Linked DNA regions of Sus scrofa: region 2 is linked to region 1. A link is a contact called in public HiChIP or PLAC-seq data. All regions are on one chromosome and are shown on one strand. The core of a region is the stretch at or near the end of the contact, and the rest is flanking DNA. Distances in the headings are between cores, read along the strand shown. Region 1 has its middle 150 kb from the start of ANAPC10. Region 2 has its middle 7.8 kb from the start of GYPA.

What was found. HiChIP or PLAC-seq counts read pairs in DNA pulled down with a chosen protein or histone mark.
Region 2: an H3K27ac HiChIP or PLAC-seq map of alveolar macrophages shows a contact between it and region 1. The contact joins two enhancer-like sites. A contact is called at or near these places in 3 of 5 promoter capture datasets (fetal liver, fetal skeletal muscle and liver) and 1 of 2 datasets of contacts at active chromatin or transcription factors (alveolar macrophages).

The regions. Positions count from the first base shown.
Region 1 is chr8:83,500,326-83,507,227 of Sscrofa11.1, reverse strand. No RefSeq gene overlaps it. Among named protein-coding and RNA genes, the nearest start is that of ANAPC10, 150 kb to the right of the region's middle. Within about 2 kb of position 3,552, at least 1 of the 83 cell types and tissues checked has an H3K27ac peak or open chromatin away from gene starts, as enhancers often do. A contact at or near this core is called in alveolar macrophages, where this site is marked.
Region 2 is chr8:84,026,276-84,033,252 of Sscrofa11.1, reverse strand. No RefSeq gene overlaps it. Among named protein-coding and RNA genes, the nearest start is that of GYPA, 7.8 kb to the left of the region's middle. Within about 2 kb of position 2,097, at least 2 of the 83 cell types and tissues checked have an H3K27ac peak or open chromatin away from gene starts, as enhancers often do. A contact at or near this core is called in alveolar macrophages, where this site is marked.

The DNA.
Region 1 (6,902 bases), core at 2,303-4,802:
GGGTTACCAATTGCTGGCCTCATCCCCTCACACAACCCAATACCTTATTTTCAGCCTGAGACTCAAGGATGCTTTCTTTGGACAAATCTACATTGGCTTCGTGTACAGAAATTCTCCTTTCTAGGGTTACCCAATGCAAGTGAAATGCAGGAATTCCATGGCACCTGCAAATATTCCTCCTCTTTGGACTGGATGTAGCACAGCAAAACAGAACTAGGAAGCCAGGGACCTATCTGCTAAATGAATGCTACTTCAGGATGTATTCCTTTGAAATAAAAATGAAATAATGAATCACATGGTAACATCACAATAAATTTTGCACATGCTAAAATATAAAAGAGAGAACATTGTTTCTTAACTTCCTAGTATATGTGAAACACATTTTGAACTGGAACAAACAATTTGAAAATGTATTACATTCACAAATGGCATCTGAATGGAACAGTTGCTTATGCGACTGTGAAAAGAGAAATTCCATCCGTTGATAGAGGGCTGCCAGAAATGGATATTAAAAAACTCAAAAGCTTTCTCAGTTTAAGTTAAGGAATAAAATTAGTCTCCTACAAATCCTACCCCTAAATCAAAAGATGAAAATCATCCAGCTTTACTCTGCAGACCTTTCCAACTAACCATATGAATAATTCAGCCTAAGAAAGCCGCTATTATCCAGGCATGGAATCTCTAATATGCCATTGAAAGTTTTCTTAGGCTCTCAGAGGAGTTCCAAGATTGCACTTTTTATGACAAATGGTGGTTATGACTAACTCAAGGCCAAACGATTGATGGGCTAAAGAGAAAAAATTTGCTCAAATCATTTTTATTAGTAAAAAAAAAAATTTACAATGGAGTTTGCTATAGACTGAATGTTTGTGTCCCCCTTTTCCACACCAAATGTATATGTTAAAACTCCACCTCCCATAAAGAAGATGTGGTGTATCTGTATGAAATGGAATAATACTCAGCCATGACAAAGAATGCAATAATGCCTCCTGCAGCAACATGAATGGACCTAGAGATTATCATACTAAGTGAACTAAGTCAGATAGAAACAAATATCATATGATATCACTTATATGTAGAATCTTAAAAAATGATACAAATGAACTTATTTACAAAACAGAAATAGACTCACAGACATAGAAAATAAATTTAGGGTTACCAAAGGGAAAAGGAGGGGGCATAAATTAGGAGTTTGAGAGTAACAGATACAAACTACTATATATAAAATAGGTAAACAACAAAGACCTACTAGATAGCAGAGGGAATTATACTCAATATCTTATAATAATCTATCATGGAAAAGAATCTGAAAAATAATACATATTCATGTTCGGATATATATCTGATCTGAGTCACTTTGCTGTACCCCTGAAACAAATCAACTGTACAAGTTAAAAAAGGTATTGTGATGCAATGTTTTCAAGTAGGATACTATACGTATTTTTCTATAACTTTCTTTTTTGCACAGTACTGTATTTGAAAAAATCCATTCATGTTTATGCATAATGCTATAGTTTATTTTCACACTGTAAAGTGTTCTACTAAATGAATAAACCACAATGGTGGATATTAAAAAAAAACAAACAAACAACTTACCTCCCAATGTGATTGTATTAGGAAGTAAAGCTGTCAACAGATAATTAGGCTTATATGAGTTCATTAGGTGAGTCCTTTGTGAATAGACCAGTGCCCTTAAAAGAGTCTCAAGAGAGCTTTCTCCCTCTCTGTGCTCTTCACCATGTGAGGACAAGAAGAAGTCATCAGTCACTAACCCTGAAGAGGGCTCTCACCAGAACCCACCCATTTGGGCACCTCGATCTTGGACTTCTAGCCTCCAGGACTGTCTGGAGAGCAGTTATCTCCAGAACAGAGAGATAAATGTCCACCATGGATAAGCCATCTAGTCTGTGATATTTTTGTGATGGCAGCCTATGGCAGAGTTGATGTGAACAGCTTTTGCTTTGTTTTGTTATTGTTTTTCTTGACTTCTCTCCATGTAGATCAAATTATGAATGGATGGGAGCAGAGTTGATGTTAACCACAGAACACTAACTCTCATTTAGAGCCTTTGGCTCCAAGCTGATCCAGACAAGGACATTGCTGTCGTGATCATCTTCAGATCATTATCATCACCAGAAAGCCTGCCATGCCTGCCCTATCAATTTTATTTCTTATATCCATGAAATGTGTTAGTATCATCCAAACAGCACCAGGGACTTGATCAAAGAATAAATTTCAATATATATTTGCCTCTACTGAATAGCTAGCTCATGGATTAGGTATTTTAGAAATTGCATCCAGGCTGGCAAATGCAGATGGGCTAGAGCTGTTTGAAAGTGTAATAAAAGTCTAATAAAACATGTGAGCAAACTCACACATCTGTGGGCAGATGGGAGGCATTATGTAATACAGGTCATTGCTTCAGCAACCTCTAACCCTCCCCGCCCTCCCCCCGCCCCCGGCTACTGCTGCTAGGCCAAGGTTGAGTGTAAAGGGCCTCTGTGAGTTTTCTTTCTCTGTCAACATTCAAAGAAATCATTTTTACTCTTTCTAAAATGAACTATTAACATAGAAAGCCTTTGACTCACACCCATGAAAATGATGTACAAGATGCCCCAAATCTTTGACCCAGGACCCAAGATTTCACTGCTTGTATTTGTTTGTTTTTTGAAAACATAATATTTCCATGAATACACTCTGCAACTTGTCAGACGTTTTTCTCCTTCATAAATGCACTAGATGGGAAGTTTTGAGGTGGGCTCGTTCATGTAGCTTGGGAGAGTAATTGCAGAAGTTGGTCAAACAATCAGTTATACAAACCACAAAATGGAATGAGAGATAGGTTTGGAATTCTAAAAAGGCTATATGCACTGGACTGTGTGAAGAACATGAAATGAATACTCAGAAATCCCTCACTTTAAAGAGAACTTAATATATGTGTGGGTGTGGTGTGTGTAAATTTTACTAAATTCCCTAGTAACATTAGAATTTCCTCTTTCTGTCTACTGACTAATCTTCAACTTGATATTCTAGAAGGACTTTCTTCCCTGGATGGAAGTTATATCTCTTACAGTATTAAAAGTTTAAGGTGCATAAATCTGGAAGGTGGGGGCTAAAGGACAGCGGGGACTCTACTTCTACAGCATCTGAGTGAAAAGCTTTCAAAGAGAACTTAGAAAAGTGTGTCTTAGAGGTGAAACATTTAGACAAGCTTTAGGGACAGCTATACCCAGATTTAGCTCTACCATGTTTTAGGCCATGTGACCTAGAACAAGTTCTTTGATCTTTATTACTCAATGTTCTCATCTGAAACATGGAGGTAATAGTAGTATCTACCTCCTAAAATTGCTGAGATTTAAATGAATTTACTATATATAAAGCATATTGTAACTCAATAAATGTTCGTAATGATTATTGTGGTTGTATTTCAGACCAAGGTGAAAAAAAAGTCAACTAAAAAAATCATTGTTCAACTATGAGAATCCTGAGTCTAAGCAGTAATGCCAGTGAAAATTAATGACCTCAAAGTGCTTAGGAAATGTGCCATGAGTCAGTTCTTAAAAATTTTCATTAGCCGCTGGATCATTTATCACACACTTATGGTTTGCTCCCTCGGCCTCTTTTGACCAATCAATGCCAAAGAACTGCTCAAATGAGGACTATCACTGAAAAAAAAGTGTGCCTCATCTTCTGGTCTGAAGTCCTAGGAACAAGAGCTACAAAATGGAGCATGGCTATCAAACTTAGAGGATTGAAAGATGATGTTTCCCAGATCAGGATACAGAGAATTTCACAGGTAAAACTGAACTTGTATTATGATTCATAGAATATTTTGTTATAAAACCTTTCTTACCTATAGAAATTCGTAGAAAATATTATAATGAACACTGGTATACCCATCTCATCCAGCTTAAAAAAAAAAATGCATCTGAGCACACTCAGGGCCGGCATGTTGAGCAACTGCAGGAGGTATTGTTCTTCTAAGCATGGAATGTGACTGACTCCCTTGGATGGTAACACATTATAATCTCTGTGAAGGGCCTTCCCTAGGACTGGGCGATGCAGCAGCACACCTGGACACAATCAAAGAACTCCAGTAACCACTTTCCTTATATCACTCAGAAGCCACTGTCTTGAATCTGCTGTTGATTCTTCATAAACCCATTTTTTCTACTTTTATTACCTATGTATCTATTAGTATAGATTTCCTCTCTTTTATACTTTATATGAAATGCTCATTCTTTATGAATCCTTCTGCAACTTGCTTTTTATGAGCTCAACATTATCCTTCTAAGATATCTTCCTATTGATCTCTATGGTTCCAGTTCATTCATTTTAACGTTTGAATAGTAAGATTAAATAAATAAACTAGTATGATTAATAAATAAACTAGTTTACTTATTTAGACATTCTCCTTTTAATGAACACTTAGAGTTTTTCTTCTTTCTACTTCTTTGGATGAGAGCATGGTAAGTATTCAATAAATGTTAGCTATTATTGCACATCTTGTTTTGCATTCATGACCTAGGTGAGCAATATCTATTCCACATTCTTATCAGATGCAACAAGTTGCCTAAATACAACCTAAATTAAATTCACAGCCTCACTTGGCCTCTTATATGAAAGCACATTAATTAGGAAAGAAAGGGACACTACAAGTTGGAATAAGGATATCTGAATGGTTTTAGATGACTCTGAGTACTTGAAGATCCAAGTCCACTGAGCTTTCCATTCTAGCAAGTGTAGCCCCTCCCACTTCTATCAGATAAATAAATCACTGCAGCATCACTGTTTTGCAGGCTAGGGATCAAGACAGTAGATGTTTCCCCAGAAATAGACTCCTGAGTTAAATAAGGATGAGGCCATCCCAGAGTATCAAAGATCATGCAGAAGCAAGTAACAGCTAGAGATAAAGGAGTAGACCCTCTAAGTAGAAAGTAAGGCTTCAGTGACAGAACAGTTTCATAAGTTCTCCATATCCCACAAGGACCAAAATACCTCTTTGCCTGACAAATGGAGGCCTGACTTTAGTCAAAATAATAGGGAACCGAGGGTACTGGCCCAATCTTCAGATCTGAGTACCAGAGTCCCATGAATGTGGAAGCCAGGATCACCTGAAGGAGAAAGCTGAGACACTGCCACAAGACCTCAATATAAATATTCCACCTAGGGATCTGTTGGTATTTACTAGTATAATTGTGCCCTGAGAAAAGGGAACTACTCAGATCTTTATCTAAAGAATTACTGCATCTGGGTCTGAGTAAATACTAATCCCTGGGGTCCTATATTGCCACCGTGGTCAACTATTAAGAAGGGAGACCTACTGTGGTCAAGTGATAAATGGAATTTTGATCCAAGTCCATCTCACAATGGATAGAGTGTAATCTTGAACACATCGTGTGGTTATTTCCCTATTCCTGCATGCAGGTTTGAAAAAACAAACAAACAAAGAGACAACTAGAAGAATCCTCACATAGCTTCCTGAATGATGGCTGTTACATATGGTAAGAAGCCAAAAGGAAGTTTCTGGAACTACCAGTCCTTTCTATATTAGCAAACCAAAGGTATACCACATTTCTGAGAGGGATCACAGAGATTAGTGATTATGTATTAGTGATTACATATTAGTAATTTATATTCTGCCCATCAGAAGAACTCAACAAGATTTGGAAGGCAGAAGTGAAGCAGAGCCTGCATTTCTGTGCTCCTTTCTACTCTCTGCTGACAAGAGTGATCATGGAGAGTGTGCTGGCTGAGACCCAGTGACCAGTCATGAGCTTTGCAGGTGTTAAGAGCCAGAGCAAGGTATCTGTTTTGTTGGTGTGGATCATAGCAGACATGGCATTGATCTGGATCCAGCAGCAACAGCAGTAGCTTTCTAATCATGGCAGTTTCCTGATTATGACAGTTACCTGCTGTGACAACTTACTGACTCTGGCAGCAGCCTTATGATTCTGGAGCCAGCAGCTTCCTGATCATAAAGGTGGCAGCAGCTTCTCTGCTGGCCCAGTTTTGTGACCTGGGGGAGTCATTTCTGAAAGCACAACCTAGAGTTTTCAGCCTTCTCAATAACTCTAAAGCCACTAAAAAACTTCTGATAAATGCCTATCTGCTTCATGGTCAGAAAAGATTCTAATATTCAAAATGAACCCTGATTGATATGCAGAACATGCATGAAAGTTTCTCTAGGAGTGTAACTGTTGGGTCATGGTAGAGACAGTTGGCCCTCTGTATCCATGGGTTCCACATCTGTGGATTCAACTAAGCCTAGATCAAAAAAACACCCAATTCCAGAAAGTTCCAAAAAGCAAAACTTGAATTTGTCACACACCATCAACTATTTACAAAGCTTTTATATTCTCTTAACAATTATTCACATTGTGTCAGGTACTATAAGGAATCTAGAGATGATTTAAAGAATACGGGAGGATATGCATAGGTTACATGCTAATACTAAGCCATTTTTGTGACACTTGAGTGTCTATGGTTTAGGGTATCTGCTGAGGTCTTGGAATCAATCTTCCCCAGAACTGTATACATTTTAAACTTTACTAGATATTACCAAAATGTACTCCAAACTGTTGTGCCAATTTGCATTTCACCAATATTTGTCATTGCAACACTTTTAATTTTTGTTAAATTGATGGGTACAAAAAAGGATCTTGTTTTAATTTGCAATTCCCTGATAACCAGTTTTTCATATGTTGATTGCTTCTTCAGTTTCCTTTTTTAGTAAATTGCCTGGTAATATAATTTGTTCATTTTCTGTTGAACTGCTTATTTCTTTATTGATCAATGTGAACTCTTTATATATTATGGTTACTAAATCTTGGCTATGGCAAATATCTTCTATTTAGTGGCATGCATTTTCATTTTACTAATATTATATTTGCTATACAAAA
Region 2 (6,977 bases), core at 848-3,347, 530 kb before region 1:
TCCTCTAGGTCCGAATCTGCTATGCCAGCTCTGACGAACCCTCCAAAGCTCTGATGGTCTTTTCTCCCACTGTTTACAACCTAATGTCATCAGCAGCCTGTGCACGGAGAGAATGGTGGTCTCAATACAGAGGACGAGGACAAGTGTGTAATGTCTTTGGGCTGGATGGACAGTTCCCAGAATGTCTCTGAGCCTGGCCTTGGGAACTGGAGACTTGGTCGAGACCTAGGCCCTGGCATCTCAGCTATGTTCCCGGTTTATGTAGCATCCAGCTGGAGCTGTAGAAAAGATACCATCTGCCCAGAATTCACCCCTTTTCCTGGAGTACCTTCCTCCCCTTCAGAGCTGGACTCATAGTAGATGATATTTTATTTTGACCATGGCTGGTAGACCCTGTGGAACAGCAGCGACCTGAGCCAAGCAGGGGCAATGCCAGATTCTCCCCCCCCCCCGCCCCACCCCTCAAATACAGAACCTGGTTTGAGCTGGTTCTTTCCATCCAGGCCCCGAAGAGTCTACTTTTGGTGCCCTTTTTTCTGGATCCCCTGAGCCGCTTATTTATTTATTTATTTATTTATTTTTATTTTTTACTTACGTTAGCAAGCATGGATTCATTTTGCTTGAGATCATATAACGCTATTGGAATGGAAGAAGGCACACATTATCAGAGAGGAAAATAGCCTGACATTCAGAATTAAAGGAGATGCCATGTCTGGAACCTAGGATCCACAGAGTCAGCCCAGAGCTCTCTTGCTCTCTCGCTCTCTCTCTCTCTCTTTTTTTTTAATTTTTTATTTTTAGTTCTGTGAGTGAGGCATGTGGAAGTTCCCAAGCTAGGGGTTAAATCAGAGCTATAGCTGCCGGCCTATACCACAGCCATAGCAATACCAGATCTGAGCCTTGTCTGTGACCTACACCACAGCTCACAGCAACGCTGGATCCTGAACTCACTGATGGAGGCCAGGGATCGAACCCGAGTCCTCATGGACACTAATCAGGTTCGTTACCGCTGAGCCACGACGGGAACTCCCCAGCCTGAATTTTCCAAGCACAGTATCAGTATCTTTGTGGCATCTGTACCTTCGTGTTGGGAGAAGGCTGAGGACCCAGCCTGAGACACCACTCTTCTCTGTAGAAGCTGGGCTTCTGCTCTTGTCATTTCATCTTGAGGAAAAGCCTGAGGGGCTATTTGCCGCTAGTGGGAGGCCAGCAGTGCCTTGAGAGCGTGGCTTGAGAGCAAGGGCAAGTTGGCTGTAACAAATCCTTCAGCTTCTCCCACAAGGACTTGGTACACAGCCATTGCTCTGGGGAAGTGCCTTTCAGTCCTTCTAGCTCATTCTACTCATCCTGTCCAGCTTTCCTCAGTTTTAGTCAACCCAGAAGACCTACGTGACTTTTACTTTCCACTAATTGGTATTAAGATGCAAAGGGGGAGTTCCTTGGTGGCCTGGCAGTTAAGGACTCAGTGTCGTCAGGTTCAGTCCCTGGTTGTAGAAATTCTGCATGCCATGGCAAGGCAAAAAAGAACGAAAAGAAAGCAAGGAAGGAAGGAAGGGAGGAAGGGAGAAGGAAAGAAAGAAAAAGAACATGAATATATGTCTTAAGAACGACCCAGCCCCATGACCGCCTACCACATGGTCCTGGGACCGACTGGATGTGTGAAGGGCTCGCTGCCAACAGGAAGGACCTGTCTCTGCCAGGCTAAACTCAAAGCAGGAAACTTAATTCATACGTTTAGAAAGTATTTCCCAAGGTGCTACCTTTCCTCCAATAATTGTGACAAAGATGCCTGGAAAGTCTCTTCTTTCTGCTTGTCCCTCGATTGCAAAATTTACCGAATAGTATTTGATACAGAGACAAAAAAGAGAACTTGTATTTTACCCTATGATTGCAAAAGCCGTTAAGACAAATGAAGCCTCAGGAAACATTTTCCAGGCATAGCTTTCAGCAGATAGATGGCGTATGGATTCCTTGTGTAACATTTGAGGGTTTTGATGATGTGGGTGTTTACAAAACATGGTTCCTCAGAATCTGATAACACTCTGCTTCTTTCTTTTCTCCAAGGGGCATAACCTTGTCCGGATGGACCAGGGTGACCATACAGCTCACAGAGGGCGGTTTGGGTAATTCTTGGTCCTATTGTCAGCCACAGGCGGCCCTTGGGGGAGTGCTGAGTGGGCGTCTCTCCACACAGACCTCCTGCCAAGTTCACCACATACTCCTCTTGGATGGCACGGCTGCTGTGTCTGGGTGACCGTTTCCTTCTTAGAATCATCTGGCCGTTGGATACTAGGTATTGAAAACCATTCTCCGAATTCCCGTCATGGCACAGTGGAAACGAATCCGACTAGGAACCATGGGGTTGAGGATTCGATCCCTGGCCCCACTCAGTGGGGTAAGGATCCGGCGTTGCCGTGAGCTGTGGTGTAGGTTGCAGACGCGGCTCAGATCCTGTGTTGCTATGGTTGTGGTGTAGGCTGGTGGCTACAGCTCCGATTAGACCCCTAGCCTGGGAACCTCCATATGCCGTGAAAGCGGCCCAAGAAATGGCATAAAGACAAAAAAAAAAAAAAAAAAGACAAGAAATTTCATCTTGAGACTTTTTATAAATTTTTATTTTCAGGGCCACATCTGTGACAGAGGGAAGTTCCCAGGCTAGGGTTTGAATCGGAGCTGCAGCTGAGGCCACAGCCACAGCAAAGGCAGATCCGAGCTGCGTCTGTGACCTACACCACAACTCACAGCAATGCTTGATCCTTAACCCATTTAGCAAGGCCAGGAATTGAACTCACATCCTCACAGAGACAATGTCAGGTCCTTAACCCAGTGAGCCACATGGGAACTCTTTTTTTTTTTTTTTTTTTTTTTTTCCGATTTGGCAGGACACAAGGAATTTTCCGGGCCAGAGACTGAACCCATGCTGTAGTTGCAACCTGCACCACAGCTGCAGCAATGCTAGATCCTTAACCCACGGTGCCATATGGCAACTTCTCTAAAACTTTATCCTAACGCTGCAAGAGTTCAAAGACTTAGCTCCAGGGATAATAGAAAAAAAATAAAACAACCTAAATAGCCAGTAATAGACAAATGCCTAAAGAAAATATGATGAAATACTGTGATCACCAAAAATAATGTGTGGAGGGATATTGAATGCCATGGAAAGATGTTCATAATGTACTGTTAAAAAAAATATGTGTTGTGAAAGAGTATATTAACAGTTTAGTGTACTGTAAAAAAAACAAATTATAAAATAGTTGTCCTGTATGATATTTTTGTGAAGAATTACCTACTTTTGTGTGTTGCTGGGAATCTGTATATCTGTGAATAGAAATAAGACTGAGAAGAATACACTTCACGTACTGAGATTTTCTTCTCCTCCTTTTGCTACCATGAGAAAAAACATTTCCCTGTACTAATAAAGAGTTAGTTATTTCACCTAAAGAATGAGTAGAGGGAGTTCCCGTCGTGGCGCAGTGGTTAACGAATCCGACTAGGAACCATGAGGTTGCGGGTTCGGTCCCTGCCCTTGCTCAGTGGGTTAACGATCCGGCGTTGCCGTGAGCTGTGGTGTAGGTCACAGACGCGGCTCGGATCCCGCGTTGCTGTGGCTCTGGCGTAGGCCGGTGGCTACAGCTCCGATTCAACCCCTAGCCTGGGAACCTCCATATGCCGCGGGAGCGGCCCAAGAAATAGCAACAACAACAAAAAAGACAAAAAGACAAAAAAAAAAAAAAAAAGAATGAGTAGAAAAATTGTAAAACAAATAGGCAATTCTTGACTTTGGAAGATCCCTTTTTTCTAAAAGGAAAACAAGACTGGTTCGTTTGTTCTCTGTTTTGATCACTAGAGGGCACCAAAGTCATAAAGATTATTAGTCATTTTTTTTCTTTCCGTTTTCATTCTGTCACAGAGGGAAGTTTCTGGCCTCTCCTGTTTAGCAGTTTTGAAGCATTTACTGGAAGACCTCTTGCTGCTTAGACTTAAGGAGAGTAAACTGTTTAGACTAGGTTTTTTTCCCTAACATTAAATATTCCCTGCAACAGACAGCCATCTATCTATGGGACTATTCAAAACAGATGGGTGTTTCTGGAGAATGTGATTTATTTTCTTCTCTGATACCAAAGGGCTTATTGGCTGATACCTGCTGAATGTGAGTTCTGAGCCATGTTGTTGAGACAGGACCACAGAACACCCAGAGGCAGCACACATCGTTTCAAATGAAACACCATGGACCATTTCAAGGAAAAAACGTTGTGCCTTTACTGGTAACATGTGTGGTGTCGGTGGGCTTCGATGAAGCGGAACACTCAAGAACACCCATGGCATCTTTTGAATAACAGACCTGACCACCTTTTCGCATGTTAACAATTCTGCATTTTTTTGAGTTCAAGAGAAGCCCCAGTCCCCAGACCCTAAAATGACGGAAGGGCGGGGAAGATTCGGAAACTACACGGGAATCCTACCAACTCTCAAGGAACCTGTCTCATGCCAAGGGGTTCATCAAGCAGAGAAAGGAAGATATGATAAGAAAGTCAATGGTCTTAGCATGTTCCCATTTCAGAAAGGCATAATTCATACTAAAAGATGAGGTTTCCGTAATTAAACAAGATGTAGTGTGTGGAAGGTGTGTGTTTGTTAGGAGTTGTATACCGTAGACAAAGATGCAATAAGTCTCTCATTTCTAATGTTGCAATTACCAAGAGAGAAAATTAGTTACCTGATCATGCAGATGAGTCTGTGTTGAAATCCATCCCCCTGGAAAAACTAAGCAAATCATTTTTTTTTTTCCGTTAGAACGTCTATTGCTTAGCTACCTGACAAATCCAAGGTCAAGGCTTTGGTACAAGCCATAAACTAAGAGACTTCAAGCCAATATCAACGTGACACATTTTGCAGGCAAGCTGGTTCCTTATGTAGTGGACCTCATTGGACTTTGATCTTGGTTAACTTTGAAGTATCCAAGGTTCCCACTTTCCAAAAGTTTTTTTTTTTTTTTTTTAAGTTAAATCAGACAGACGGGCAAAGGAAATCTAAAGCTTAAAAGAAGTGAAAACAACGAGACACAGTCAGTTATATATTTTCACTACTTTGTTTAAAATAGCGTGTTGCTGTACTTAAAAGACTTCACATCATTGAGTTATTTATTAAGCTGTAAATAAAAGTCACATTTTCCACTGTATTTTAGGAGACACGTTTAAAAACAGGTTGTTTGGAACCTGTTGTATGATCTGTGTGAGAAGTTTAGTTAAATGCAAAACTACAGACAGCAGTTCATGATGCCATAGAAACTATTACCATGAAATAGCTGTGGACTTAAAGGAAATATTTATATAGAAATTCTAATATCGGAGCTCTTATATCTGAAAGCTCGTCTTTTATGGACTTTCACACACCACGTGTTCTAAAGGCTACTAGAAACTTGGGTTTACATTTGTATTTATGAAGTGATCCAGACCCTCATACCTCAAAATACTCATTCATTTTATTTCTCTCTTATTATGCTTTGGATTTATGAGACAATTTTCCTTATTATCATCAGGTAAATTTCATTTAATAATGAAGTATATATACACAATCACACTTATACGTGCATTTGTGTGTGTGTGTGTATAAACTCATCCTTTGGCACAAAATCAGTTATGTGTTGTTTATAAAATTTGTCTTAGAGGGTATTAAGCGAGAAAATTTCTTTTTGAGAGATTTAAAAACTCAGCCCACCCAAGTTCCCTTTATCCCTTCTGTGATACCTCACTCACCTAGTCATCCTCCTTGGTCTAAATTACAAAGGGGCCTTCGGTCTGTTAAAGAAAACAAAAAATTTACGTTATACCAGGTCATTAGCAGAGTATATGGGGGACAGTTCATGTTACTAGTTCAGTCTTATTCCAGCAAGTAGCAAAAAAGGATGAGTTACCTTTTGGTCATCTAGCAGGGCACCCTTCTCTTTTGGTCTGATCTTGTCAGGGTACAACTCTGATGTAGTTATTGGACGTATAAGCTGAAGGGTGTACATAAGAACTTGGTACAATTGAGTTATCCATGTGCTCAAGACACGTTTGGAAGTGAAATGAAAACGTCATATACCTAGAGGCAAGAGGCCTCATTCCTGGACATAGGAAGGAAAGCCAAGAGGGGATTAATGTACTTGTCTATAATTGAGAAGTTCAAGTTTAAGGGGAAAAAATTCCAAAGAAGAGAATTTAGAGGTATAATGGTGATGTGCCTAAAGATGCCTAAGCCTCTCACTCATTCTTCTAGATAAAAATTGTTTATGGAATAAGATGTATGGTAGATACTAAGGCCCCCGTGGCTTTGATTCTGTTCTTTGGGATGAAGCTGGGGACCACCTCAGTGGGCTGGGCTGTCAAAAACAGCGCAGGGGCAGGCACTGAATTTTGGGTTTCAAGACTCTCAGCTCGCTTCCTAAAGCTGTGTGATGCTAGATAAGCTATTTAACCTCCCTGAACCTCAGTTGCATCATCTCTAAAGTGGAGATAATACGTGCCTTGCAGATTAATGGGGAATCTAAATATAAAACACTAACATGATGCCTGGCTGTGATAGATGCTAAAGAAAAGTTTTGTTTCCTTCCACTGAAAGTTGTTGTAGGGTTAAATGGCTGAATATTTGTAAAAGTGTTTTGTAAACTACAACGTGCTAATCACCTATCCGTCATGATTGTTACTTTTTTTTTTTTTTTTCTGTCTTTTTTTTGCTATTTCTTTGGGCCGCTCCCGCGGCATAGGGAGTTTCCCAGGCTAGGGGTCGAATCGGAGCTGGAGCCACTGGCTTACGCCAGAGCCACAGCAACAGGGGATCCGAGCCGCGTCTGCGACCTACACCACAGCTTACGGCAACACCGGATCGTTACCCCACTGAGCAAGGGCAGGGACCAAACCCGCAACCTCATGGTTCCTAGTCGGATTCGTTAACCACTGCCCAACGACAGGAACTCCCATGATTGCTACTTTTAACCT